Linked DNA regions of Sus scrofa: region 1 is linked to region 2. A link is a contact called in public HiChIP or PLAC-seq data. All regions are on one chromosome and are shown on one strand. The core of a region is the stretch at or near the end of the contact, and the rest is flanking DNA. Distances in the headings are between cores, read along the strand shown.

The links. HiChIP or PLAC-seq counts read pairs in DNA pulled down with a chosen protein or histone mark.
Region 1: an H3K27ac HiChIP or PLAC-seq map of alveolar macrophages shows a contact between it and region 2. The contact joins the promoter of SEC23IP here to the promoter of CACUL1 in region 2. A contact is called at or near these places in 2 of 5 promoter capture datasets (fetal liver and liver) and 1 of 2 datasets of contacts at active chromatin or transcription factors (alveolar macrophages).

What each region holds. Positions count from the first base shown.
Region 1 is chr14:129,756,472-129,759,975 of Sscrofa11.1, forward strand. It overlaps SEC23IP (SEC23-interacting protein), which reads left to right and starts at 1,808. Exons shown (of 20, transcript XM_021073464.1): 1 at 1,808-2,062. The coding sequence starts at 1,900.
Region 2 is chr14:128,747,827-128,751,237 of Sscrofa11.1, forward strand. It overlaps CACUL1 (CDK2-associated and cullin domain-containing protein 1), which reads right to left and starts at 1,279. Exons shown (of 9, transcript XM_003483565.4): 1 at 585-1,279. The coding sequence starts at 951.

The sequences.
Region 1 (3,504 bases), core at 558-3,057, 1.0 Mb after region 2:
TTTATCTGTAATTGTCTCTTACCACCTCCTCCAACCCCTCTCCTCCAAGCTTTTCTGGTTAACTTCTACTCATGGGTTTTCAGATTCTCGACTTCAATATTTCTTCTTCAGGAGAGACTTTCATATCACTCCAGACAGGGTAGGCCTTTGTGGACGGTCTGATTGTTCTAAATACTTGCTATCCTTCCCCTAGAAGGGTTATACCTCCCTCTCCCGATGGTGTCAATATTCCACATAACACACTTTGGGAAATTCCACATTAAAACTTTCACTACACTTCAGTTTATTGTTATTGTGTGTTTAGTTGTCTGTCTTCCTGACCAGATTGTAAGTCTAAGAAGGAAGGGTCCTGTGTCTATCTTATACACCACAGTATCCCTAGCATTTAGTATAGTGCCTTGACCACCCATAGGAATGACAAAGACTCCTTGACCAAACACCAGCATGGCTACTAGTAGCTCAAGCACATGTCCCCAGGATGAACCCTGTCCACCTTAAAATCCCTGCCTAAGAAAGGCCATCATTGCCAGGGGAATTTACTCTTCCAATCCAAACCAGGTGATAGGCATATGGCCCCCTCAACCTCCCTTACAGCAGTTACTTTAAAAAGCTGCAATGACAAATCCTTTCGCCCCTTCGAGATATAAATCTTGTCACTCAGAACTTCTTCTCAAGGACCTGAGAGCTGTCTCCTCCCAGCCTCCTAGGTACCTTGCTCTCACTTGTACCACTGCCTGTCATAAAGATATGGAAAGTTTATTTCTCCTGCTGGTAAGTGCCAATTAACAAACCCAGGTGGACCAGTGACATGGACCAACACCCTGTGGCACCCTCAGTGCCTTTGCCTTAGCACATCCCACAGCCTTTTGCTTTGGGGAAGTTCAGTTCAGTTCATGATGCACCCACTTCCCTAACGCAATAGTTATTACTGAATAAAATTTATCCTTACTGCTTTAGACTAGTGTCTGGCTTTGTTTTTCTTTGACAGTAAGCACATTACATCGTTATTGAATTAGTTAATAAACAGGTACTATATAGGTGTGAACAGCTACGGGAGAGAGTAGTTTCATTATGCCCAATGAAATCTTTTGGGATTTCTTTATCCCCCCTCCCCCACTCCGAGAGGTTGATAGTTATTTTTTCTTTCATAATCTCTAACTTTGTGAAAGATTACATTTATATCCAAATTATCCACAGTGCATTTTAGAAATAACCTAGTCGGATTTTGTAGACAGGTATTAAAAAGCTATTTAAAAAGTCACATGCCTAATGTCAACTCCATAGTTTCTCTTAAAAACATTTTTTTTTCTTTCCTTTGGCGTAAAGACTTCAGAAGTTTTACCATTTCTATTTTTTGGCTAATGACAAGAGTTCAGTCCAGCCCAGGAAGACGCGTGGGCGGGTCAGATGTGTGTGCTAGAGTGGCTGTGTTTGGCTAGACCTTTGCTACAAACGGCCCACACTTTTTCTTCCCTCTGTCTGGTACCTGCGCCTGCCGGCTTCAGCAATTCTTCAGTTATCCAGTTAACCGCCCCTGTGGATACTTTTAGGACGCCCAGAGCACCCCCGCAACCCGAGACTTTCGGCGTCAGTTCATGCCTTAACCAACTACCCAAAGCACTCCTTCCACACTCCTGCCCCAGCCTGGACCAGCGTTTCCACCACACCCGGCCTGCGGTCGAGGGTGTCACGTGCTAGGACGCGGGCGTGAAGCCAGCGCCGCCATGTTGATCTCTGGCAGCCTCTGAGGGGTAAGGAGACTACAGCTGACCAGCCGCACGGAGTTCCGGCACCTTGTGCGCAAGTGCGGAAGTGTGTTGGCCCCGACTGTGTTCGGTTTCCGGCCGGTGGTGCGGCACCGGCCAGTTGGAGACGTGTAACGGACGGTGGGCTGCAGCCATGGCCGAGAGGAAACCTAACGGTGGTGGCGGCGCCGCCTCCGCGTCTTCGTCGGGCACCAACTTACTCTTCTCCTCCTCGGCCACGGAGTTCAGCTTCAACGTGCCCTTTATCCCGGTCACCCAAGCCGCCGCTGCCTCGGCCTCCTTGCTCTTGCCCGGAGGTAGTAAGGAGAGGGGGATCTGGTGGGGCAAATGTGTGGGGGGAGGTGAGCAGGGGGCGTGGGGCAAAGAGGGTCGGCCGGGAGGTTTCCTTCTGCCTGGATCCGACCCTCTGGGTAGCTTGCCAGGGCCATCACTGGCCAGGTTTGAGTGGCTTGGGACTTTGGGATCTTGGGGACAGGAACCAAGCTCTTTGTCGAAGGAACCCTCTGTTCTGAGTGCTGGCCACTCCTGCATTGTTCCACAGATTTTTGTTGAACACCTAGTGGTGTGCCAGGTGTTTGCAGGACTGAAAACAGATAGTGCCCCCTCTACTAGGATACAGTAGGATATCTCCTAGGACTGACAGCTAGCTACCCTCTCTTAGGATAGACACATAGTATTTGCCAAGTAGAGGTACAGAACACATCTTTCAAGGCAGTGCATCACTTTCTCTAAGGAACTGTTGCTTGTTCTCTTAGGTCCCTGCTCCTACGTGCACCTTAGCTTTTTGTTCATATCATTATTGTCTAGGGAGATTGCTTTTTAGCAGTTATGTGGCATAACCCAGAGCTGGTGTTTAGGAACACGGACCGTGTTCCAGCGTTAGCCCTGCCAGTAACTCTGTGTGACCTCAGGCATATTACTTTACCTCTCTGTGCTTCATTTTCCATATATGTACAGCCTTCTAGGGCTGTAATGAGAAGTGCATTGATTTTTGTAAAGCGCTGAATATATTGTCAGGCATATAGTGTTATGTAATGTTTGCGAAATAAACATCTTTCTCTCTGTTTGGACTATAGTTTGTAGCTATGACTTATTTATGCCTAGCACATAGATCCTCAGAAAATGCTGAATGTTTTCCCATTGAATAATTTATTCTTGCTTGGAAGACTAAGGAAAGTTTCATGGAGAAGTGAAGAAAGGCAAACGGGAAGCAGCGATAAATGGTGGTTTCCCTCCCCTTGTTGAATGTTCCTTCTTGGTGTTTATCACCACCTGACATGTACACATATTTGTTTAGTTTATCCCACTAGTATGTAAGCTTCATGAGAGTAGGAACTTATACCTAGAGCAGTGCCTGGTATGCTGTAGACCAATTTTTTCAATAGGAAATTAATGAATGAATCAAAGGATGAGAATCAGGAACATGTATGTCTTATTTTGATAGTGTGGCTGAAAGGTTTGACATTGCCATGTTTGGTGAAGTGCCAGGTGTTTGCTGGAGCAGAATGCTTTGAGAGATTTCAGGAATAAATAAGGCCATACATGAGATTTTCATGTCATCCTCTGCTTCACAAATGTTTGGGTCATGCCCATCTTCCTCCTTGTTATATAATGTTTTGTTTGTGTCTTTTACTATCAGTAAATGTAAACATCTTCCTTGTCAAGTGCAGGATAACTTCCTTGTCCTGAAAACTATTGTTTCTTGGAGGTAGTTTATTATTTTAATAAGAAAATTAAT
Region 2 (3,411 bases), core at 29-2,528:
AACTTCAAAACTGATGTCGCAGCTCCCGCTGCACTGGTGTTACTCAAGAAGCAACTCCTACATTTCCCTAGCAGGATGCAGAAGGCGTACACTGGAGGAAGAACGAAGTGTAGAACAGGTCAACTTTCTAATTTCTGACTTGTTTAACGCAGACTGGCTAAAAGCACAGGAACACAAGTCACCAGGTTTCTTTTTCCTCTGGCTGCAAAAAACGAATGAAGGCCTCTCCCTAACGAAATTAAGGCAGCCTTATTTTCCTTTCTTGTTTGAAAGTGAAACTTAAGGGAGAATGGAGAAGAAAAGAGCTTCCTAACGTTGAGAGATAGCCAGTTGTGATACGATCGCGTTTGTAGGAGAACTTGGGGCAGTGTGCACAATCAGACTGCTCCTCTAAGCCAGGTAATACAAGAAGCCAGGGCCGCTTCAGAGCTGGCCGCAGACACCAAGCGAATGGGGGAGGGAGTCGGGGAGGGGAGGAGAGACCCAGGCCAGAAACAAAGGAAGCGGGGCTGGCCGAGGGGGTGGGTTCGACGTCCGAGCGGGGAGGAGAAAAGCTAAGGCTGCTGGCGAAAGGCTGGACTCACAGAACTTGGAGGTGGAGGTGTTGATGTTGATGGTGGAGCTGGGGGTGGGGGCGGGGGCCGCCTTAGCCACGGCGGCGGCCGCGTCGCAGCTCTTCAACATCATGATCACCCCATTGGCCTCCGGCGGTGGCGGAGGCCCCATCGGGAGCCCCTCCTTGGGGCCTTTCCTGTCCACGGAGACCGCAGGCATCGTCAGCAGCTGACCCGCCGGAGGCTCTCGGGCAGGAGCTGGGATCGAAGAGGGGGGCGGCGGGGGTGGCGGGGGCTGCCGGAAGCCGTCCACGGCGGCCTCCCAGTTGTTGTGGTTCTGGTCGTCCATCATCGCCTCGTAGCTGCCCCCCTCCTCCTCTTCCATGCTTTCCTCCATCCTGCAGGCCCCCAGCACCCGCCTGCCTCACAGGCACCTGCCGCCTGTCTCAACCCCGGCCGGGGGAGGGGGGGGCACCGCAGCCTCCTCGAGCTCACATCGCCGAGGGCCGGAACGGGCACGGCAGGGAGGGCAGCAGTGCACCGGGGCTCTCCGTCTCCACCGGGCCGACTCTTACAGACAGCGCTGACCGCGGTGGTCGGTCGCTCCCGGGCTCAGTCTGGGGAGAGGCAGCCGTAAAGCGGCAGCGCCCCTCACGACATTTTACAGCAGCTTCCAACAGGCAGTTGGAAAGGGCAGCTGGGGGAGCGGCCCAGGAGGGCACGTGGCGCGAGGAACCAACCGCGAGAAAGCTAAGCAAAAAGGGGCGGGCGCTGTGCGTCACCTCCAAGCAGTAGAGCCTCTGCTGGCCACGCGCAGAGAGTGACTGGGAGACCAGTCAGGAGGAGGATTCGCCGCCCCCGCCCCCGGCCTACCCTCACGTGATAGAGGAGTTTGGCTGCGCACGCGCGTTCTCAGTTTGGTTACCTGGACGACGGGGGGTCCAACTGGCTGCTGAAGATGCGCCCAGAGACTCCCCGCTGGTTCGTGTAACCCAGGCTCAGCGTCTTGGTGGTGTTTTTCTTTGGCTCTCCCGAAATGCCGAGCCTTCGCACCGCAAAGGGCCTCGCAGCCCGGCCTTTGCCTGACTACGGAACTCGCAGGCCATTAGAGACTCGGGGTCTCGCGCTATAAAACGGATGGGTCTGGCCTGGGCGGCCTTTGCTCCCAGGCCTCAGCCCAAGTGATCCAAACCCTCAAAATCAAGAGTGACAACCGAAACAGCAGGGTGGCTTAAAAAAATTAATGCGTTTGAGCTATTAGTGGATTTTTTTAAGTTCCTTAACTCTGCGTACCTGAGGCCAAAAAATTTACCAAAAATGCCACTCTCCGTATGCTGGTCACAAATCTCACTATGAATTTGAGGTTATGTTATGAGAGTCTTGAAGGACAGATAAAGACTATGTAACTATTGTAATTTCTTTGATTTCTCTGAATTCTCAAATTATAGCAATAGCTGTATATTATGTGACAATATAGGTCGTAATTGTTTATTGTGAAAATCATTCTCATTGCTGGTGATAAGGTGGCCTAGAAAAACCCTTTATTACATTTAAGCATGTCTTTTATTTCCACAGATGTGAAGAATTACTTCAGAATTACTTCAGAAATTGTCTGTGATAGACTTCAGTGTCCCCATTTGATTCAGCTTCTCTACACATATTTTCCCCATATATTCTGTAAAATACTTAATGAAACATTTATAGCAATCGCTTATGATTTAACTTCAGACAATACGCCCTCATAATATTTAATGACAAAATTTTGGAATCAGCACACTTTTTTTAATTATCCAGGCTTGGAACTATACTAATTCTCTGGCCTTGGGACATTTGGTGAATATGAAAAGAAAAAAAATTTTTTTCAAGTAAAAAACTATTGAATGAAATGCTAAGGAGACAAATATGTAACCTGAGAATTCTATGCCCAGCAAGAAAAGGAAGCAGAATGACCAATTATAGTCTTTTTCAGATGAACAACCCGATAGTTTGTCATCCATAGACTTTCTAGGTGGGTGAGTGGGAATAACTAGATTAAGTATGCAAGGAAGATACAAGAGTCATAAATATATCCCTAATAACATGGTCATAAAATACTTGAAGCAAAAGTTGACAAAAGAAAGATCTACTGTCAGAGTAGGTGGTTTTTACATATTTAATAGTTGGCAGTGGGTTGAATAGTAGCTCCCCAAAAGATATGTTTATGTCTTAATCCCTGGAACTGTGAATTTTACTTCATTTGGAAACAAGGTCTTTCTCAGATGTGATTAAAGATTCTCACAGTAAAAATTAACATTGTAAATAAACTACAGTTTTTTTAATTAATAAAAGTTTAAAAGATCTTGAGGAGATCTTGGATCATCCAAGTGGGCCATAAAAGCAATGACAAGCATCCTTATTAGAGGAAAGAGGAGGGAGCTCTGAGACAGAAGAGAAGCAGAAGGGGAGGAGGAGGCAATGTGACCACAGAAGCAGAGGTGGAGTGATGCAGCCACACTCCCACCCCAAACACCAACAGCCTCCCGAAGCCGGATGAGACCTAGAGCCTCCAGAGAGAAGGCAGTCCTTCTAATGCCTTTATTTCAGACTTCTAGCTTCCAGATCTGTGAGGGAATACCTTTCTGCTGTGTAAAGCCACCCATTTGTGTTAATTTGTTACAGCAGCCACAAGAAACTAATACTTAGATCAAAGGGACCAAAAAATCTTTAGGGGACTAGAGGATTTAAATAATACAATTACTCAAGCTCAGTTTAATGAATACATACAGAACACTGCACTCAACAACTGCAGAACATATATTCTTATCAAGAATATGTGAAACGTTAACAAAAACTGAACACACTGGGTCATAAAGCAAGT